Linked DNA regions of Mus musculus: all the other regions are linked to region 1. The links are chromatin contacts, called in public HiChIP or PLAC-seq and promoter capture Hi-C maps. All regions are on one chromosome and are shown on one strand. The core of a region is the stretch at or near the end of the contact, and the rest is flanking DNA. Distances in the headings are between cores, read along the strand shown. Region 1 holds the start of Kpna4 (karyopherin (importin) alpha 4). Region 2 has its middle 33 kb from the start of Nmd3. Region 3 has its middle 57 kb from the start of Nmd3.

Region 1 (2,986 bases), core at 306-2,805:
CCATTATAAGTTATCTTCAAGAGGCTCCTATCCTGCAGTTCTCTTTATCCCCCATTCCCAAAAGAACTCAATCCTTTATCTTGTTGAACCCATTGTCTTTGTATTATACCTTACAAAAGCATCCTCCTTTGACTTTATATAAGGGGTTTATAAAATATTCGCATCCTAAACATTCATTTCTGCATGTGGTTCTGCCCAAACAAAATATACCAGAAAGAACCAGAAGCCAAATGTTCCCAAAGGGTTTTGTAATAGAGTTTTTTGCCAAGTTCAGACACATTTAGCTTTCCTCTTCCTTCTGACTCTGAACTGCCACTGCTTCACAAAAACCACACAATTTGGGGAACTAATAATTGATAAATGAACACACACATTTGTTTGTTTTTAGACAGGGTATTATGATGTAGCTCAGCTGGCCTCAAACTCATCTCCACCTGCCTTTGCTAGATTTAACGTGTGGATCACTATGCTCAGCTTAAATATAGTTTTGAAAACATGTCCTCACTCTCTTTTCTGAGCCTAGGGCCTCCAGCATAATTAGCTTCTTCCAATGAGTTGTATTTCTATTATTATTATTATTATTATTATTATTATTATTATTAATTTATCTTGAGATGAACCCGCAAGAGAAGAGGGGAAGTGTCACTAAACTGCTCGAAGTGGCTTTGGACTCTTGCTCTGGCTGGCCTTGCTCTTGGGCTACTTTAACAGCTCCTCCTCTTGCCCAGTAGCTACGATTACAAACCGAGTCACCGGCCCGGAGCGATTCTGAAAAATTTGAGAGGCTCTTTTGTACCTGTTTTACATCCGCCTTTGGTTACAATGTTCCTGGTTAAGAGGTTTCTTTGGGATTAACTTCCTTTATCAAGAGTCACAATGTTGCATTTGCTATGTCATGGCTCATAGTCGTCATTCTCTATAAATTAATACTTTGTGATCAAGCAGTTTAATTTCCCAAGAGAAACTGCTCAAAATGGGGGTATTAGGGAAGGACCAATTTTTCTCAAGTTTCTACCTGTTGCGAACCTTCTACCTTCCTTTTCCTACCGGGTCCCTCTAGCTTTCCCTTCAGTTTTCAGAATGCACATCACCGTAGTCAGTCCTAGCCACGATGCCGGGTCCTAGGTTGGTTCGCAGTTCCCAGAACAGGACTCAGGGTTTAGGACTTCACATGTAGCTTAGACACACCTCTTTGCCTTCCAAAGTGAATGAAGCGCTCAAGTAACACCGGGGGAGAAAAGAACGAAGTTCAGAACCCCAACATCTAAAGCCACCCCGGGAATCATCCCACCATAACCAGGACCACTACACCCTGCCCATCCCCGCCCGCTCCCGGATCTGCTGCTCTTCGGCTGCCTCGGGTTTCTCCCTCCGCGCGTGACCCCTCCCCTCCCAAGCTCCTGCGCCCCGTCCCTTTCCTGCCCCAGACTCTCCCTTCCCCTTTCCTTTCGCTCTTCCGTCCCCCGCTCTCCATCGTCCCTTTTGATTGGCTAAGCACTCCGGAGCCCGGCCGGCCAATCGGCGGACCGGGTTGGCGGCGATGGGCGTGGCCGTAAAGCCGGGCCCTCAGATCGAGGCTGCCTCCCCCTCTCAGCCGGCAGCACATTCCGCCGCCGTTGCCGCCGCCGCCGCTGGCCCCGCAGTCGTCTTCGCCAGAGCTGCTGTGGTACCCGAGCTCAGGGCAGGAGAGGCCAGCCAGGAAGCGGAGGCCCGGCGGGCGAGAGGAAGCGAGCGGACGGGCGGGCGACGCAGGCGGCGGCCGGCTTCCTGGGAGCGTCTGTGCGGCGCGGTGGTTGGGGCGGATCCCGCGGGGCCCGGGCGGGTGGGGAGAGTCGCCGGCCCGGCCATGGCGGACAACGAGAAATTGGACAACCAACGGCTCAAGAATTTTAAGAACAAAGGCCGTGACTTGGAGGTACAGTGGGGTCCGCGGCCTCCGGCCCCCGGCGGGACGCGGGGTGCGTACGGAGTCGGGCGGGCGCGGCGGCCGGCATGGCGCTGGGCGGGCGGGCGAGCGGCCGTGACGCGGGCGCCGCGCCGGGAAGTTTGTGCCGGGCCTGCTCCGCCTCCGCCGGCGACAGCGCCGGGGCCCGCCGGGTGCGGCCTAGGCCTGTCCTGTCGAGCCGGCCAGACACGGGTGAGGGCGGCGGGCATATCAGCCGCGGCGGAGGCCCCGCAGCGGCGGAAGCTCAGGCTCTGCTCGAGCCCCCGACGCCAAGCGTCGCGGGTGGAGGGCGATGGGGGAGCGAGCGGCGACCTCGGAACTTCTCCGGGCCCGAGACGCCTCCACATGCAGGTTTTCCTAATCGCCCCGACTCTGGTTTTACTTCAATGTCCAAACTACAGGAGTCAACTTCTCCGCTGGAGAAAAAGAAAGAAAGAAAGAAAGAAAGAAAGAAAAAAAAGCCACCCCCGCCGCGAGAGGCGGTCCTGGTGATGCTAAGCAGTGCCTTCCAGCGGCCTGGGTTTCAGTTTGGTCCTAGCTGATTCAAAGATGTGGCTCACGATGTGTCCCTTTCCAGTCAAAAGATCACCTGCCTCCACCGCCTTATTTGAGCTTGTCCACAGATCTTTTTACTCCTCTCTGAGAAGAGACCACCAGTTTGCATTCTTACATAGAAAAGTCCAAAGGGTTATACAAAGCTGTCATCCCCTAGTCTTCTCGGTATCCTTTCTCTCCACCTCCTGGTGGTGGTGGCAGTGAGGAATCCGGTAGGCTATGGACTGACACCATCACGTATTATTTTAAAGGGGGGAAGAAGGCTTCGTTGTCATAGACACAGTTGCTTCCAAGGTTCGATGTATTAAGCACACAGTTTCTTTCCATTGTGACTTTTTTTTTTAATATAGGGAATTTAAAAAAAAAGTCAAGCTTTTAGCTTCTTATCCCCTTTTATGTTCTGGTAACTTCTTCAGACTGCTGTGGTCGGTTCCTGAATTTGAGCATTTTCGGGATAGAGATGGCAACTTTTGTTGACTTTTCCCA
Region 2 (2,986 bases), core at 358-2,857, 630 kb before region 1:
AAGCCTAAGTTGAATAATCTGAACTTGAAAGTTTTTTCGACCAAACCTACTTTAAATTATAACCCAAAAGTCACTAAGAAAGAAAAAATCTAAAAAGTCCCACTGTTGAAAGCATAGCCTAGTGAAACTCAAAATACCGTGATCCCTACCTCAAGTGTGGGACTCACTCACGCGACTACAGAGGGATCCAGTGAGTGCTGTTAGCCACAGGACCACGGAGAGATTTCCCAAGGAGGAAGCCTCACACGGTGTTTCTTGACGACTGATTGGTAAAGTGCCTTTCAGTATCATCAGTCAGTCATTACTGCCACCTGGTGGACATTCTAACTAGCCTTAAGGCCATTGCCCAACGGGCTTCACTTAAAAACTAAAGGTAGGAAAACATTTCTATTATTTGGTAACATACTTCATTATCTTAGTTTCAGAAGGCCAAAATTCATACCATTCACTTACTCAAAGGCTATATACTTCATTTAAATACACACTGCGAATGGTTCAAATTACTTATAAAGCACTAGGCAGTGGCATTCAGACAAGACAGCATGATAGCACACATGAAAATTCAAATTATGCAAGCAATACTCAACCAGACTTCAAGTCATTCAACAATATTTTTATTTTTCATATTTCCATAATCAGGGCTAATTTTTCAACATGTGGGTGCCAGGGATTGAATTGAGGACATGAAGCTTGGTGCCACTGAGTCATCATAGCAGCCCTCAACAGTTTGCTTATAGCAGCTTAAGTAGCTGTGACTCCCCAAAATGGGATTAAAAGCATGCACCACCGCACCTGGCTTCTTAACTCCTTTTATTTTTTTATTTTGTATACAGGTGTCTAGCTAGCACAGACATCTATGTGTCGCACGTATGCCTGATGCCCAGAAAAGGGTAACAGATCTCCTGGAACTGGAAGTGCAGGGTTGTTGAAGAGTTGTGAACTACTATGTGGGTTTTGGGAATAGAACCTTGGGGACCTCTGAAGAGCAGCCAATTCTCCTAACCACTGGGCCATCTCATCTCTTCAGCTACATTCTCAACAATCTATAATACAAAGGCCTTTGTACTATTTGAAAATCTAAATTTCAGACGTCAGTGGTCCTACCTAATAAGATGTAAATCTTAACAAAAACAATGTATGACTGTTAACTACGTCAAAGTGAAACTTGTTTAGCAAAAAAAGGCAAAAACATCAGGATATATCAATGTCCAAAACCATCAAGAGCTACTTATGTAAGAAATATCTTCAAATCAACACTCAGAAATGGAATCTCAAGTATCTAGATAATGAAAGGTTATTCAATATGTAATCTAACAAATGTAATTAAAATGAACACTACTTTTGTCACCTTCCAAGCTGACAAAAAATTAAAATGGAAAACCCTATAATATTATAAAAGTGTTTGCCAAAGTCAAAAAAGAGAAACCCTTGTATACTGATAGAAAACTGCAGACCTTGAGCATACATATAAGTTTTGCCAGCCAACAGACAATACCCACCCCCATAGATTTAACGATTAAAATAGCACCTGCTATTTTAGCTTCTGTGGGTGAGATGCCCAGACATGTCTTGCTTGAGTGTCTTCAAGTCAAAATGCTGTGGTCGAGGGTTAGCTGGGACTGCCATCTTATGGACCGTCAAGGAGCTACAGAGAGCTTCAGAAATTGGGTTAGGCCAGATCTGACCTTCTTGTACCAGGACATACTGGAATATGACTGAATAGGATGTCTATAGTTGATGGTTGTTAAGGGTAAGAGACATGGATCCCATTGTTTAGAATGGAGTGTGTAACCCAATGCGGGTAAGGGGGCCTAGGTTGCAAGGTGCAGTCTGTGTGTACAGACGTGTATATAATAGCCTTAGGATGCCGGGTGTGTTATTAGAATCGGGTATATGCACAGTCAAGTAGATTCTTGCATACCTATTGCCTAGATAATGGTTTATTGAACTGCTTTCCAGTAAATATAGTTAAGATGTAAGAAAAATTGCTGACTCTAGTGTGTAAATACACAAGACAAAGCATTGGCATTTTGTAATTCCAAAATGTAAAAAAAATGCTCAGCACAAACACATATGCCAATCAGAAGACTACAGGAAGTTACTGAGGTCTCAATGGCTAAAGCTAGGATAATTCTAACAAGATATACCCCAGAATCCATACCGAGTTAAATGATTGAATAGTACACAGGACAAGTCTCCCATGTGCATCAATTTCAAATAGTTTATGGACTTTACTTTCAGGAGTAGAAAAACTCACTTCCTCTTAGCTATGAGCTGTACACAATGATTTTCTTCTGAAGGAAGGGGAGGGGGAGGAGTCAATTTACAGGATAATAAGAAATCCATCTAGCATGCTTAAGGCCCTGGGTTTGATCCCCAGCAAAATACAGAAAACACACACACACCCAGATACTCAAAAGTAGAAGGTAAGATGACTGAAAAAACAGTTTCTTTTTCTGTCTTGTGCTAGTGTGGACTGAAACGAGGGCTTCAGGCATGTTAGACAGGTGCTATAGTACTGAGCTATGCCCTATGATTTCTCTATCTGCACCACAAGCCCAGCCTAGAATTGCTTATTTCACACTTCATAAACTAGCGCTAATGCATATTACCTCAAAGTACTGTGAAGAAGCTATAGGTACCCACTTATGTGAACTGAAAGTTGGCAATGTCTAAGAAGCACACCTAATGTGCTAATCCCAGCACATTAAAAGCAGGCAGCCCTGCTAGAAAAACATAGCTACTCAGACTACCCCACCCCTAAGCGCTTAGTCACTGAAAATTATGCCTTTTCCCCAGCCTCAACATCATTAGAATTCGCTGAGTATTTTCAGCACACTACTTTGCAATAAAAGATATCTAGACAGATAGATCTCTTGCCTTCATCAAGGCCTGCTTTCCTGGAACTGGTCAAATTATTTGAACATGTGACAAAAGGCCAGGCATGGTGGTACATATCTTTAACCCCAGCACTTGGGAGGCAAGG
Region 3 (2,986 bases), core at 211-2,710, 540 kb before region 1:
TAAATATAAACGATATAATAGTTATTTGAAAGCCACCAGCATCTGCTAAAAATATACCAGCAGATGTTTAACATTTGAAAGTTTTATATAAGCTTCTTTCTCCTTGAACTTATATTTGTATTCTACTTCCACGGCCAAGCTTAATCCTAGTATGTTTTATTATATGATTAAATGTCCATTATTATCAATTTTTCACATTTCTGTGCAACAATATTATGTATATTAAACTCTGCATATATAAGACTTTAAGGTTTTATACATCTGTATTGATTACTATTATAATTATTACATAAGTACAGAGGGTAAATTAACATTAAAATGTTTTTATAAATTTAAGAAATAAATTAAAATATTTAATGGATATTTATCTCACATTAAACTGCATGGGGCTTTTAAAACATCATATCCCAGGGGTATCAGGAAGGCTCAGCACCTAAAGGCCAAGTCTGATGATGATGATGGAGTTTGATTCCTGGTATGCACACAGTGGAAGGAGGGAAATCTTTGAGTCTTGTAATATTCCCAATGCGTCATCTACATCAAAAGTTAATTCAGAACAAATAAACTATTGGCAGAATGTCTGTGCAAGCTGATGACAGTATTTATGTGCAGATTCCTTTTCATACTCTGTCATACAGATGTGCCCTCTAGCATGTAAAAATGACCTTATCTATCCCATCCACCATCTTCTGATACACAGGATGATGCTGATGAAGACACATAGCTTTGTCCTCAAAGGGAGAGAGATTATTCTGGAACCAACTATGAATGACCATAACCCAGGAAACACAGATTTAGTTTGCCCTTAATACTACACTCCAATACAGCAAGAGTTGCATATGTTTTTATATTAATAGAACAAAGTCATAAACCAAGGCACACTGAAAACACATTGATCCAACTGCTGGACCTTGAATGCTACAATACTGACATGTCAGACAAAATGCATCCACTGGTGTAATAGTGGTAGTAAGGTTCTGAAGATGACAGCTTTCTAACTGGATCTGATGCCTCCTCCATAGGAAGAATTCCTACTACATTGTAAGCCAGGTTAAAAGCCCATGGCATAGGCCCTAAGGACAGGGTGGGTGGTGGGGGTGGGATAGGTTGTAGGTGGGGCAGGAACACTACTACTGTTGTTTTGCTAAATAAACATGTTGCCAAAATGCTTTTGAAGTATTTTTTGTTTATACATATAGATTAGTGCTTCCTTCAGCCTTTGCTAGAGAAACCTCTCTCTGCAGTGGCTAGCACCGCAGAAGACATATAATGGGTTAAAGTGACAAGACTAAGTGACTGTTGTGGGTACCTAAGGGAACATCAAGGCATGGTGAACAGAAAGAATGTAAGAACTAAGAGATGAAGCATGTTATGAAGTGCCATCTTCTGGACACGGTGTGACTCCTGTACTCATGAACTCACTGAAGGATGGTTACATGCCAAAGTCAAGCCAACACGATCAGTCAACATTCCAGCAAGCAGCAAAACAGGGAACAAAAAATGACATGAAAGTGGAAAATAGACTTGGGTGTAGGTGTCTGAGTGGCACATGAGGAAGACGTTGTTTGTATGATCAAGATACATTGTGTGCTTGTAGGAAATAACCAAATAATACATAAAAGGTGTTCTACAAAAAGCATACTGAAGTAGGTTGTTGGGAACATCTGGTGGGCAGGTGTTTCTGTGAGGGGCTTCAGATGCTATCAGAATGACGAGAATGGAGACAGAAACTAGCCTGTATGGTTAGGGCAGAAACTTGGCTTCTTGACCTTGGTTCTCTTGGCAGTTCTGTCCTCGCCAGAGGTCAGACATGCCAAAAGTGATGAGGTAAACTTACATGTACTTTGCTCTCTTGTTATCTTTCTTCTTGTATGCAATGTCAAAGAACACCTCTGCCCAGGGGCTATACGTCCAGGAAGCAGTCTCAATCTGACACTGGAGGTCTGGATGATGTTTGGAGAGCTGCCACCAGAAGGTGTGGCTCGGATGGAGGGCAACTCTTTCTGCTTCAGATACTCCTTCAGAGGCATACCCACTGTCATTCCACAATCACAGAAGTTCTCATTCTCAGTCAGCCTTACAGATACTCCTCCAGGTCCAGGTCCAGGTCCCCCACTGAGCTCATGATCCCTCCTGTTGACAAACCATCACATTTTGTGCACCCAGAGACTAAATATTATTTTAAGCCCCATTGTGCTCATTCTTATGCTCTGATAAAGATGAGATGCAGTGGTCAAGAAAGCAGTCTTCAGGAGAGAGAAAAGTAAAGAGTGAGTCCCTGGACCAGATCAAGTTCTAGTGTCTGTTGCTATCCAAGCTTGAAGTTTCAGTTTTCTACCTTCTATATCCAACAGAGCATTTATGTGTGATGTATAAATATAATGAGTATTATATTGAAAGTTAAAATAGTCAAGGTCACAATGTATGTCCTAAAGAGTTATGGCAGCAGAAGAAGGAAGCAGGCATTTTAACCAACCAAACCCATTCTTTAACCATGTTGACTACATGTTTTCCCCTGTGTTTAGAGGCATCTGTACTGTATGAAATGCTAATATGATGCTTAAAATGTTTGAAATAATTTCTTATCTTTTACTTTTTTTCTTTGACAAGTTTTATTTTATAGTTACAATCTTGTATTAGTATAGTTTAAGTTATTAGGGACAAAACCTTTATTTGTTCTGTTATTTTGGTGTTCCATCAGAGTTTAGTTTAGAAAAGTAAGTGGAAAGTTAAACTATAGAAGAAATCAGATAACAACAAAGCATCATTTCAAGTTTCATTCTAACAAAATTGTCTTTTTCAAATATTATGAATGGAAAGGACAGAAACAAAAGGCCACATATGAGAGAGAAATCAGGTTCTATAGACTTCGTGGGTATAATCAACTCTTACTTCCTTTTCCATGGTCAGAAAAGGAAGCATGAGTCTCTTTGTAATATTGCCCACTTACTTTTCATTGGTAAAACACATTTATCATAAAATTTTG

What was found. Promoter capture Hi-C pulls out the DNA fragments that hold promoters and counts their contacts. HiChIP or PLAC-seq counts read pairs in DNA pulled down with a chosen protein or histone mark.
Region 2: a contact with region 1 is called in an H3K27ac HiChIP or PLAC-seq map of embryonic stem cells, with 3 times the contacts expected there. The contact joins the enhancer-like site here to the promoter of Kpna4 in region 1. A contact is called at or near these places in 1 of 39 promoter capture datasets (pre-B cells) and 12 of 115 datasets of contacts at active chromatin or transcription factors (the 230-238 cell line, the NIH/3T3 cell line, the SCID.adh cell line and 4 more).
Region 3: a promoter capture Hi-C map of liver shows a contact between it and region 1, with 2.2 times the contacts expected there. The contact joins the enhancer-like site here to the promoter of Kpna4 in region 1. A contact is called at or near these places in 2 of 39 promoter capture datasets (cranial neural crest and liver) and 4 of 115 datasets of contacts at active chromatin or transcription factors (embryonic stem cells, large pre-B cells, microglia and 1 more).

Annotation. Positions count from the first base shown.
Region 1 is chr3:69,125,661-69,128,646 of GRCm38.p6, reverse strand. It overlaps Kpna4 (karyopherin (importin) alpha 4), which reads left to right and starts at 1,555. Exons shown (of 17, transcript NM_008467.4): 1 at 1,555-1,915. The coding sequence starts at 1,847.
Region 2 is chr3:69,753,987-69,756,972 of GRCm38.p6, reverse strand. No RefSeq gene overlaps it. Among named protein-coding and RNA genes, the nearest start is that of Nmd3, 33 kb to the right of the region's middle. Within about 2 kb of position 1,607, at least 32 of the 459 cell types and tissues checked have an H3K27ac peak or open chromatin away from gene starts, as enhancers often do. A contact at or near this core is called in embryonic stem cells, where this site is marked.
Region 3 is chr3:69,663,340-69,666,325 of GRCm38.p6, reverse strand. No RefSeq gene overlaps it. Among named protein-coding and RNA genes, the nearest start is that of Nmd3, 57 kb to the left of the region's middle. Within about 2 kb of position 1,460, at least 2 of the 459 cell types and tissues checked have an H3K27ac peak or open chromatin away from gene starts, as enhancers often do. A contact at or near this core is called in liver, where this site is marked.